2 separate regions of the Zea mays genome follow, and region 2 is linked to region 1. Evidence: chromatin contacts called from public Hi-C data. All regions are on one chromosome and are shown on one strand. Each heading gives the region's core, a stretch centred on a gene start, on an enhancer-like site or on the middle of the called end of the contact. The rest is flanking DNA. Distances are from core to core; before and after follow the strand shown. Region 1 overlaps LOC103650272. Region 2 has its middle 14 kb from the start of LOC109945267.

Evidence for each region. A called contact is a pair of places that touch in the nucleus more often than the background predicts.
Region 2: a contact with region 1 is called in a Hi-C map of ear, with 2.6 times the contacts expected there. The contact joins two enhancer-like sites. A contact is called at or near these places in 5 of 25 Hi-C or Micro-C datasets (ear, endosperm and leaf).

The regions. Positions count from the first base shown.
Region 1 is chr3:111,602,711-111,607,744 of Zm-B73-REFERENCE-NAM-5.0, forward strand. LOC103650272 reads left to right here. Exons shown (of 4, transcript XM_008675882.3): 2 at 424-573; 3 at 694-1,359; 4 at 1,467-2,901. The coding sequence ends at 2,570. Among protein-coding and RNA genes, the nearest start is that of LOC103650272, 4.3 kb to the left of the region's middle. Within about 2 kb of position 3,546, at least 18 of the 20 cell types and tissues checked have an H3K27ac peak or open chromatin away from gene starts, as enhancers often do. A contact at or near this core is called in ear, where this site is marked.
Region 2 is chr3:111,756,384-111,762,027 of Zm-B73-REFERENCE-NAM-5.0, forward strand. No RefSeq gene overlaps it. Among protein-coding and RNA genes, the nearest start is that of LOC109945267, 14 kb to the left of the region's middle. Within about 2 kb of position 4,153, at least 5 of the 20 cell types and tissues checked have an H3K27ac peak or open chromatin away from gene starts, as enhancers often do. A contact at or near this core is called in ear, where this site is marked.

The DNA of each region.
Region 1 (5,034 bases), core at 2,296-4,795:
TGTTGCCGTGGGCCCCAGACAAGCACAAAAACGCTAACTTGTTTATGGTTACAAGGATACTGTTTTATGTTTTGACTTGTTTGCACTTGGTAGAACTGCCATTTTGATGTACCATTTCCTTGGGCAAGTTGAATCAGCCATTTGCTTTGAGTGCATCGTATGAATCAATCACACAAAAGAGTCAGAGAAGCTAAAACTGAGGTCATCAATGCCCTCTAGTGGTCTCTTATACGCGGTGACATATATATATATATATATATATATATATATATATATATATATATATATATTAGGAAGTCGACTGGTTTCACTGTCCTTAAACATGCAGAATTAGTAAAGGATGCAATCTTTTCTTTGTTGTTAAGCCGGGAATAACTTCTGCAGTTTATTTCAGCCTCCTTGACATTTTTTCTGTTGCTCCAGGAATCAAATAAAATATCAAAGAGCAAACTTGTTTTGGGGACCGCTTCACTGAACCTAGCAGATTATGCATCTGCTGCTGAAGAGGAAATCGAGATAATCCTACCATTGTCTGTGCCTAGTAGTGCAACAGACCTGGTCCCATCACTCCATGTATGCCTCTTGTCAAATATATGGCTTCATGTATTGGGCTACCAAGATTTATTTTGGTTTCTGATTCTTGTCAGATAGTTGAACATTCCGTGTGACATTTAGCGTTATCTTTCTTTCCAGCTTACTTTAAGCCTGGCGGAAGTAAGAACATCTCAACAATCACCTGGCGCTTCACAACGTTCTGTTATTGCCCCATTGTCACCTTCCTCTGGTGACTCTCTTGCTTCTGGAAAAGATGAGGTTTCTGTCATTAAGGTGGGTCTGAGAAATCTGAAAATGCTAAGAGATCTAGTGTCTACACGGAGGTTCAAAAAGACTAACCAAGACTTTGACGGCAGTGAGAAGTATTATGTCCACAGCGATGGTGCAGAATTTTCTTGTGATACTGACTCTCTTGACGATGATCTGGATGATAGAGAGCATGACGATGAGTTTGGGGGTTCAGCCGTTAGGAAGTCCTTCAGCTACGGCTCACTGCAGACTATGAATGTTGGTGCCCTACTTTATGCGCCTAGGATTGATGGAGACGATGAGGGTTGGGTACATTACAGTCACCGCAACTCTGATGTTGGTTATCATGTTGAGCAAGTGCCACCCCCCACAGCTGAGGAGCATGCTTCCATCCCTTTGCGGCGGAAGAGGAGCATACTTCCAGCTCGGTGGAGAAAGGTAAAATTACCAAAGGCTAAAGGGGAGCCTCTGTTGAAGCCGTATGGAGAGGAGGGTGGTGATGATATTGACTACGATCGGCGGCTGTTGACCCCTTCTGATGGATCTGTTTCAGAGGTACATATTTTATTGACATCTCAAGTTTTTTGGTTTTTTGTTCCTTCTTTTTATACTAGCATTATGTCGGGGGTCAATTGACAGAATATCATCTTGACCATTTGCAGGGATCAAATGGTTCTAACAGTATGGTGTCGGTATTTGGTGATGACGATTTTGTTGTGGGGAACTGGGAGTCGAAGGAAGTATTTAGCCGAGATGGCCACTTGAAGCTTTCTACACAGGTGTTCTTTGCATCGATAGACCAGAGAAGCGAACGGGCTGCAGGGGAGAGTGCATGCACAGCACTTGTGGCTGTTGTTGCAGACTGGTTCCAAACAAACCAGGACCTGATGCCAATCAGGTCACAGTTTGACAACCTGATCCGAGAAGGATCTCTGGAATGGAGGAGACTCTGTGAGAACGAGACCTACAGAGAGCGCTTTCCTGATAAGCACTTTGATCTTGAAACTGTCCTTCATGCAAAGATCCGTCCACTCACAGTTGCTCACAGTAAGTCATTCATTGGGTTTTTCCATCCTCAAGGCACTGAGGATGTAACTGGATTCGACTTCCTCGACGGTGCAATGTCATTCGATAACATCTGGGACGAGATAAGCCGAGCAGCGGAGTGCTCCTCCGGAAAGCCTGCCCTCTACATTGTCAGTTGGAACGACCACTTCTTTGTCCTCAAGGTTGACGCCAATGCTATTTACATCATTGACACGCTCGGTGAGAGGCTGTCTGAAGGCTGCAACCAGGCATACATCTTGAAGTTTGATGACACCACCACCATCCACAAAACACCTGCTGAAAAGAAGGAACCAAGTCCTGATCACCGTGGACGCCGCAAGGATTCCTCAGAGACCTGCTCAACCGAGCAGGGCAGCGGATCGGACACTGAAGAGTGCGAGCCTGTGTTGAAGGGCAAGGATGCATGCAAGGAGTACATCAAGAGCTTCTTGGCCGCCATCCCGATCCGGGAGCTGCAGGCTGACATCAAGAAAGGTCTCATGGCATCAACGCCCCTGCACCACCGCCTCCAGATCGAGTTCCACTACACGGAACCCCGCCCCGCCGAGATCGCGGCGCCTTCTCCACTGCCCCCATTCGAAGCCCCCTTCGAGTTCTGCTGGCCCGAGCCACCGTCACCGCCAGCTGCCACTGAATCCACCGTGACCCATCCACCTGCCATGGAGGCCGGCATAACCCAGGCTGTCGCCGTTGTATAGCCGGTCCTGGCTGCTGCTGCGGCCTAGCCTAGGGCAACGGTTGCTTAGTTTAACATATAGAGGGCGGCGCTTCTTTTAGCGAGCGAATTGTGAGGTCGAGACCAGATCGAAGATTTGGCTGGCTTCGGCCCTGGTCTGCTCCTTTTGCTGTCTAATTAAGATGAACTGACTAGTATAGCTTGACTGTCTTTTGGTCTCAGCTTTCATCATCTTGTAAAGAAAGAAAGGATGATTGCTCCTGCACATCTTTACCTGTGAAGCGAGTTCGCTGGAATTGTAATCCTTTGCTACATTATCTTTATGTGAATCATGACCTCGTCTTTTTTGGTAACATGCGTATGGTCATCTTGTATGAAGATACTTAGGCCCTGTTTTAGTTGTAGACATCAAAACAACCCAGCTAGCTAACAGTTCAGCCAACTAAAATCAGCTAATAGTTCGCCTAACTACTGGTTAACTAGACAATTTTTAGCCAGCTAGCTAACTATTAGTTTTAATTATTGACCGATTCATTGGATATTGAGGGCTAGTTTGGAAACTCAAACCATCTTTTGGATTGAAAGGGAACGAGAGAGACATTATTTCTCTCTCAACCCTCTCCAGTCATGTAATCATGGAAAAGATTTGAGTTTTCAAACTCTCCAAAAGAAACAGCTATCCAAACGCGTGACTGACGAAACAAAGTGTGTGACATGGAACGCACTGCAGCGCAGCTGAACTGGGACAAGGCCACCCAGTGCAGCCGCATAAAATGGGCGAACGGTCCCTAAAAAAAAAACTAACGAAATCGTTGGTGACGATTTGGTCCGGCGTCTCCATCAGCAAAAAGGTTCATGCCGAAGCTGACCTCTCGCTGCCTGTCAAGGCCTGCTTTTCCGGCGCCGATCCACCGCAAGCAAGCGAGGGAGGCTCGCGAATCTAAAGAGCGCCAAAAAGGGCCGTGAAATGCTTGGGCGGTGGCCGGTGAGGGCGACGGGCGAGCTGCTGCGACCCACGGGCAGATAAACGGCGGAGGGTCTCAAATGACCCGGGGCATCGAGATGGGAGCATGTCGAGATGTGGTTTTTTCTTATAAAAGTGAGACAGTAGTGTCTTATACATGTCGAGATGTGGTAAAGAATTTAAACGCAGGGCCTTAGGTAAGTGTGTCAGAAAATATACGGTAAGTTTTGGCACCGAACAAGCCTATTCACAGCATAAAGGTGTTCTTTTTTAAAGTTTTTTACTTTTCGAATCTTTTAGTCGTGTGGACAACGTTTTTGAGCTGAAAACCTTGCGCGCGTCATTTTCGTTGGCGTGACGATACTGTAACAGCATGCGACCTGTGGCGTCCTTTTTCGCTGCCACGACACAACACAATGCACGGCAGTGAAACCAACAGGGGGCCTAGTAGTAGGTGGCACAGCCATTGCAGGACAAAAATAATGCTGCAGCAGACCTGCAGTGCAAGAAGCCCTTTTGGCCTGACCATTGGTTTCGTTTCGTTTTTTAGCACTTGGATTTGGCTGTGGCCTGTGGGAAAGATCCAGAGATCGACCAAAGCGGATTGGGTTCAGTTACCTGCTGCTGGCTGCAGCAGCACTAAATTTGGTCTGAAATATTGGTGAGGCGATCCATCAGGCGTCCGGAGACAGTTTTTTTTCCCTGCTGTGATGAATCTCTCAGATGACCCGTTGGGCAGGAACGATTGTCAAGGATAGCGAGGACAAGGATGTTTTCTGTTGGTGTAAATGGAATATCTGTAAAGAACCTCTCTGTAAACAGATGCCCCCATAAAAACTATGCCTAATCTTATATCACAATCTACAGAAAAAGCATGAGAACTATGCCTATATCCAATCCATCTAAGCTAGAAATATAAGCAGTACCACGACAAATCTTAATACAAATTGTTCAAGCATACCTATGGGTCCGCCACTGGGTAGCACTATTTTACTGGGTGGTCACTCCATATGTTCCAATTAAATCATATGATCTTGATTACTTAACAAAGCATCCATAATAGCAATGATAACAATAAGATGATCTTTGAAACAATAATATCATTAACGAGCAATTGCATAAAATTAAAGTTATAGCAATAGCATAGTTACTTGTTTAAAAGTTAACCCAGGTTAACAAGAAATAAGGTTGGAAAGGTTAGGTGGATTTGAATAGGTAACCCATCAAATTATACATAAAATAAATATAAACTTAGTTATCATGTGTTGTTTGGGATCAAACAGAGTATGCAGGGGGAGAAGTCCACTTGCCTTGCTTAACAAAAACATGAGATTCTTACAAAGAATAGATCTTGATTCAAAGCTACTGGATCAATCTCTAAAAATCACACAAACAAATAAAAAATAAACACCACTCGATTGCATACAACATCCACCATAGACGAAGCTAAAAGAAAGCATAACAAAAAGAGCATTTGTTTTTCAAAAACATTACAAGCAAAGTGAAAGGAAAATGTGCCCTT
Region 2 (5,644 bases), core at 2,903-5,402, 150 kb after region 1:
GATATAAGCTTATCTCAAATTCATGGGGTGGAGGATTGAAAGTCACCTAGAGGGGGTGAATAGGCGTAATCTAAAATTTACAACTTTAAACACACACTACAAGTCGGGGTTAGCGTTAGAACTAAAATCAAGTTGGAAAGAGGGGAGGAAACAAATCAACCAAGAAATAAGGTGAGTGAACACGGTGATTTGTTTTACCGAGGTTTGATTCCAAAGAACCTAGTCCCCGTTGAGGAGGTCACAAAGACCGGGTCTATTTCAACTCTTTCCCTCTCTCAAACAGTCACTTAGACCGAGTGAGCCTTCTTCCTTAATCTCACGGGTCACTAAGACCCCACAAGGACCACCACACACTTGGTGTCTCTTGCCTCGCTTACAAAGCACTTGAGAATAAGAATGGGAAAAGAAGAAAGACAATCCAAGCAACAAGAACTCAAATGAACACAAAAATCTCTCTCTCACAAGCCACTAAGTGTTTGGAGTGAATTTGGGACTTGGAGAGGATTTGATCTTTTGTATTGTGTCTTGGAGTGAATGCTAGAGCTCTTGTATTGAAAGTGATCTTCAGAAAACTTGGATGCTAGAAGTTGTGGTGGTTGGGAGGGTATTTATAGCCCTCAACCACCAAGGTAGCCGTTGGGGAGGCTGCTGGCGATGGTCGCACCGGACAGTCCAGTGCGCCACCGGACAGACACTGTTCAGTGTCCGGTGTGCAGCCACGTCACCCAATCGTTAGGGTCTAGAGCTTGGGCGACCATTGGAACTTTGTCCTGTTGCGGCATCGGACAGTCCGGTGCCACACCGGACAGTTCGGTGTCCCTCTGACTTCGCTGCTCTGACTTTTGCACGGCACTGTTGCTCACTATAGCTCCTGTCGGAGTCAACCATTGCGCGAGTTAGTCGTTGCTCCGGTGGCACACTGGACAGTCCGGTGGCACACCGGACAGTCCGGTGAATTATAGCGGAGCGGGCCTGCATTTTCCCGAGAGTGGCTGCTTCGGATTTGTACGGGCATGGCACACCGAACATTGTCCGGTGGCACACCGGACAGTCCAGTGCGCCACTCCAGAGCACACTCAGGTTCTTGCTCCATTTCAATTTAGTCCCTAACTTGATTTTTTTATTGGTTTGTGTTGAACCTTATGCACCTATAAAACATGTATTCTAGAGCAAACTAGTTAGTCCATATGTTTGTGTTGGACATTCAACCACCAAAATTAATTGTAGGAAAAGGTTAACCCTATTTCCCTTTCAATCTCCCCCTTTTTGGTGATTGATGCCAACACAAACCAAAGCAAATATATAAAGTGTAGAAATGAACTAGTTTGCATATGGTAAGTGCATAGGTTACTTGGAATTAAACCAATTGATAATCTCACTAGATATAAATGGATTGCTTTTCTTTTATTTAACATATTGGACCACATTTGCACCACTTGTTTTGTTTTTGCAAATCCTTTTGGAAAATATTTTCAAAGTATTTTTGCAAATAGTCAAAGGTTGTAATATCCCAAAAAAATGTTGACCAAAAGTTGATTTTCGGTGCGTGGATGAGGGAAAGGGGGTTGTAGGCCATTGGATGCAAAGTCAGAAGTCATCTGAGGCGTCGTTTCTTTCTCCCACAAAACCCTAGGTGGCCACCCCTTTTCCCTTTTCCCCTCTCTTGGCCGCCGCCCCCTTTTTTCCCTTGGCTTGGCCGCCCCTCCCTTTTCCCCCTTGGCTGGCCGCCCCTCTCCTCCCATTGCAGCCACCCTCCATTGCTTCCTCCTCCCTAGATCTTCCTCTATGCAGCAAGGATCGAGAAGAGGAGGAGCACGTTGAATTGAAGAGGAAGAGAGGATCAAGGAGATGTTCTACCCCATCTCTTCTTGCAGATTTTCTTGGGGAAACCCTAGGTAAGGATGGGATCCTTGTTCCTCCCTGTAATTATGTGCTTTTGGAGGCTGTGGATCATGGGGATTAAAGGATTAGAGGTTGGATTAGATGTGGGGTTAGGTTTTGATCTCGAATTTAGTTTCTGCAGAATGGCAGATTCGACAATTTCTGTTAATGGCGGTTTTCCGTGGTCTTAGTAGCCTCAAAAAAATAAAAAGTCTATCTATGAGTTGTAGACAATTTGTAGATCTTTCCGTGACCATGAAGAACACCTCAATCGGACATCAGATCAGAAAGTTATTGCAGTTTGATTATAGCAGTTTTTCAGTCTCATAATTATGTGCAGAATCTGTTCTCTTAAGATTTAGGCAATTTTATCAACAGAATTAAACTTTAGGTTGGTAAAAGAAGTTGTATATATTTTCATAAGCTTTCCAGATTGTTAAAGAGTGCATTCATATGAATTATTAAACTCCAGTTATGTTTGTTTTTCTGTGGCTGTTCCTGTTTGCCTGACAAAGATCAGAGGGTCTATTCACTGGTGGGTTTTGTAACACCCCAGGTGTTTATATTCCGCTCGACAACGAGTATGGATTTAAGCGCGTAATATCAGTGGATAAAACAGATGCTAAATTCTAATTATTTTCGCTATCGCGATTTTAATATCACATCTCTTTCGTCTGTCGCGAGTGCGACATTGTTTTTATTTTCATCTATTCGGGCTCGTTCTAAAATTTTCGTGATGTTTGGAACATAGTTGTCCCGAAAATCGTTGCGTCCGGTGAGTATTTAAAATTCATCGCTCGCATGAATACGAATTCGGAAGCCCGAACCACTTGGACGATTTTTATCCCGAGCAAATTAGTTTGAACTCGACGACTAAAATGTTCGGGGCAAAATGGTCTGAATCGCGCATTGTCCAAGGAAAATCGTGCGCGAAGTTATTACCCAATTTATTCTTCTGCACGCATATTTACGGCAAAATCGCGTGCGAGGATCTGTAATTGAGCCTCGATTCACTGGTAAATTATCCGTGGCTGTGGAACCAGGTGTTTAGACGCGGATAAAATTATTTGATTTCGAATCAATTGGAACACAGTCCAAAATACTGTTCTGATTTGTTCCGATTACGTCTCACCCCGATCCAAAAATCTTTAAATATAAATAACAGATATAATAGTCACCAAATCAAATCCTTCTCAAATACTAATGTCGATCTTATTTTAGTACGATCTTTTATATATTTTTCAGATCCAAATATCAGAACACCAAATATCTATGATTTTTTTAAAGAAATTAAAAAGAAACAGAAAAATATCTATTAGTCCTATCCTGTTGCCGCCCAACTCCTCTGATTTTTTTTTCAGCCACCGCTCGTCCGTAAAAAAAATCCAGCCGATCTCATCTGATGCCGCCCTGGATTTTTTTTGACGCTGCCGCTTCTGGTTCCGTTAAATGGCGCGCGTCCTCACTGATCTTCTTCTCTGCGCTATCCTCTCTCTCTCTCTCCCGGCGCTCTCCTTCCCCAGCCGTGGAGCTCCCACGCACGATTCTCTACTCCATCTCCTAACCGAGCCCCCTCCAGCCACCTCCCTCGGCTTCTTCCTCCCATCCGACCGCCCCTGCTCATCTTCCTACCTCCCGCAGCTCCCAGCCGAGCGGTTCTCTCCCCCTGTGCGCCCTTCCTGCTTCCCCTGCTCGGATTTCTACTTTCCTCCATGGCCGAACGTCCTCTTCATCTCTGGTCGACCTCCTCTCGCGCTCGGCTCTTCACCGGCGAGCTCCCTGGTGCCGCGCCCGGCTCCTTGCCCCAGGACCTTGCCGCGCGAGCTTGCCTCTGCTCGGCCGCGCTCACGCCGGCTCCCTGTTCGGCGATGGAAGACGCGTCGCGCGCCCAAGTTCCTGCGCGTCCCTCTGCCCCTACGTGTGCTCCTATGTCCATGCCGCGCTCCCAGTGTCGAGCTCCAGCCGCGTCCCTGTCCCTGTCCATGGCCGCCGAGTCTCTCTGCGCGCGGCTCGCGCCCTGCACGGATCCCCTCCCTCTGCCCAGATCTCGACTTTCGGCCCAGCTCGCTCCAGCTTTGTTGTCGCGCAGGTCACCGGCCTCCGTTTGCCACGCGCAGCTGGCGTTTCTTCTTGACGCGCGCTCCGCCTGCCGTCTCCCTGCGCGCCGTGGTATCCCGGCTTTTCCTAGCTCGGAGCGCGTTCAGTCCCCAGCTCGCCGTGCCCGGTCGAGCTCTCTGCGCACACGCCGCGCGCAGCTATGTCCCTATGCTCGCTGTGGCCGGCCTTGCTTGCTGTCTGTCCACGCGTCGTGCGTGGAGTAATAAAACAAAAATCCGTGCGCGTCGGGCTCACGCGCCAAATCTTTTTCTAACTCGCCAGCGTGCCCTCTCGGCTCGCTCGGCTTTAAAATTTCTATCTCGTCGTCGTTCCGCAAGTCACCAAGAAACCCCAGAATCGGGTGAAGACGAAGCCAGCAGCGTAATATTCACCAAGTGCGCGACAAAAAGCTCGAGCCAGGATTTATCCGCATTCGTACGAGTATTGGGTCGCGTTTGATGCTGGTGAGCCGATTTGTATTTTTTGTAAGTTTATCTGATGATTGGATTAACTAGGATTATTAGTCGTAATAATCCTCGTGTTTAGCGCAGGCACGTTGTGGTAGTGTTAAAAATAAGTGAAGTACGATGGGTTTAGTGATGCGAAAGGTAGATTAATTTAGGGATACCTAGGCGAGGTGGCGACGTAAAGGATAGATTTAGTATTTCATATAGCTATCTGATGAATTTTGTCATTGTCAATTGCACTAAATAAATAACATAAAGAAATGTTTGATTAACTGTTGACATGTAAAATATGTGAGGAGTGAAATAAAATTAAAATAGTTCTTTATGAGCGATGCAGTATAATTTATAAAGCAAGTGATAAGATTAGTATTTAATTAATTAGCTGGTGAGTTGTGTAGGCTAATTATATTTAATGTGTATAGTTTGTTGTTTGTGATGTTTGTGATAGGTTCGAGAAGCGTAATTATTGCGCTTAGTCGTAGGTCGATAACCGGTATTATCGTATAAACTTGTACAACGCCTCGCCGCTAAGTGTTTAAATTCGCTATCGTGTAGCACTATTTAGGTTTATAATATTCCCGTTCTTATGCATTCATGTGCATTATGCAAATCATTTAGGTACGCTTATTAATCGCGCGATGCGGAAGACAAGCCAAGTCGACCCCAAGCGCGGGCTAATCCGCAGGATGAAGCTGATGGACAATGGAGCGAGTATCGGAATAAAGGCTGATCGTCAAGCGAACGTCGTCTAACAACACTAACCTAGTGTTACTCAGGCAAGCCCCGGTGCATGCAACCCCTTTCCTTTTGTTTTTAAATACTTTTCGCACACTTAAGTTTAGTGAAATGTGCATTAGGTTCATAGGAATTGCTTGAAACCCTTTGATGCATTGCTTTCCTTGATATCCATACCTCTATAGATACTTCTGTGAAGTATCAAAATATGATTTACAAAAATGCTTAGCCTTGCTTAGATCTTGTGGATAGAGGTTGTCCTCAGTCTAACCCGGGAGAGGATGGCTTCTACCTGCAAGGATATTTTCATTTGGAGCAATAGTGGGATCTTACTGTAAAGTTCCCTGTGATGCTCTTTCATCCTAAGGAACAGACACAATCCTAAGGATGGAAATACTTAAATTGAGACTTGGGTTAGGAACAAGTGATGTTCTACCCAGGTTGGTTAAGGATTAATGCGTATG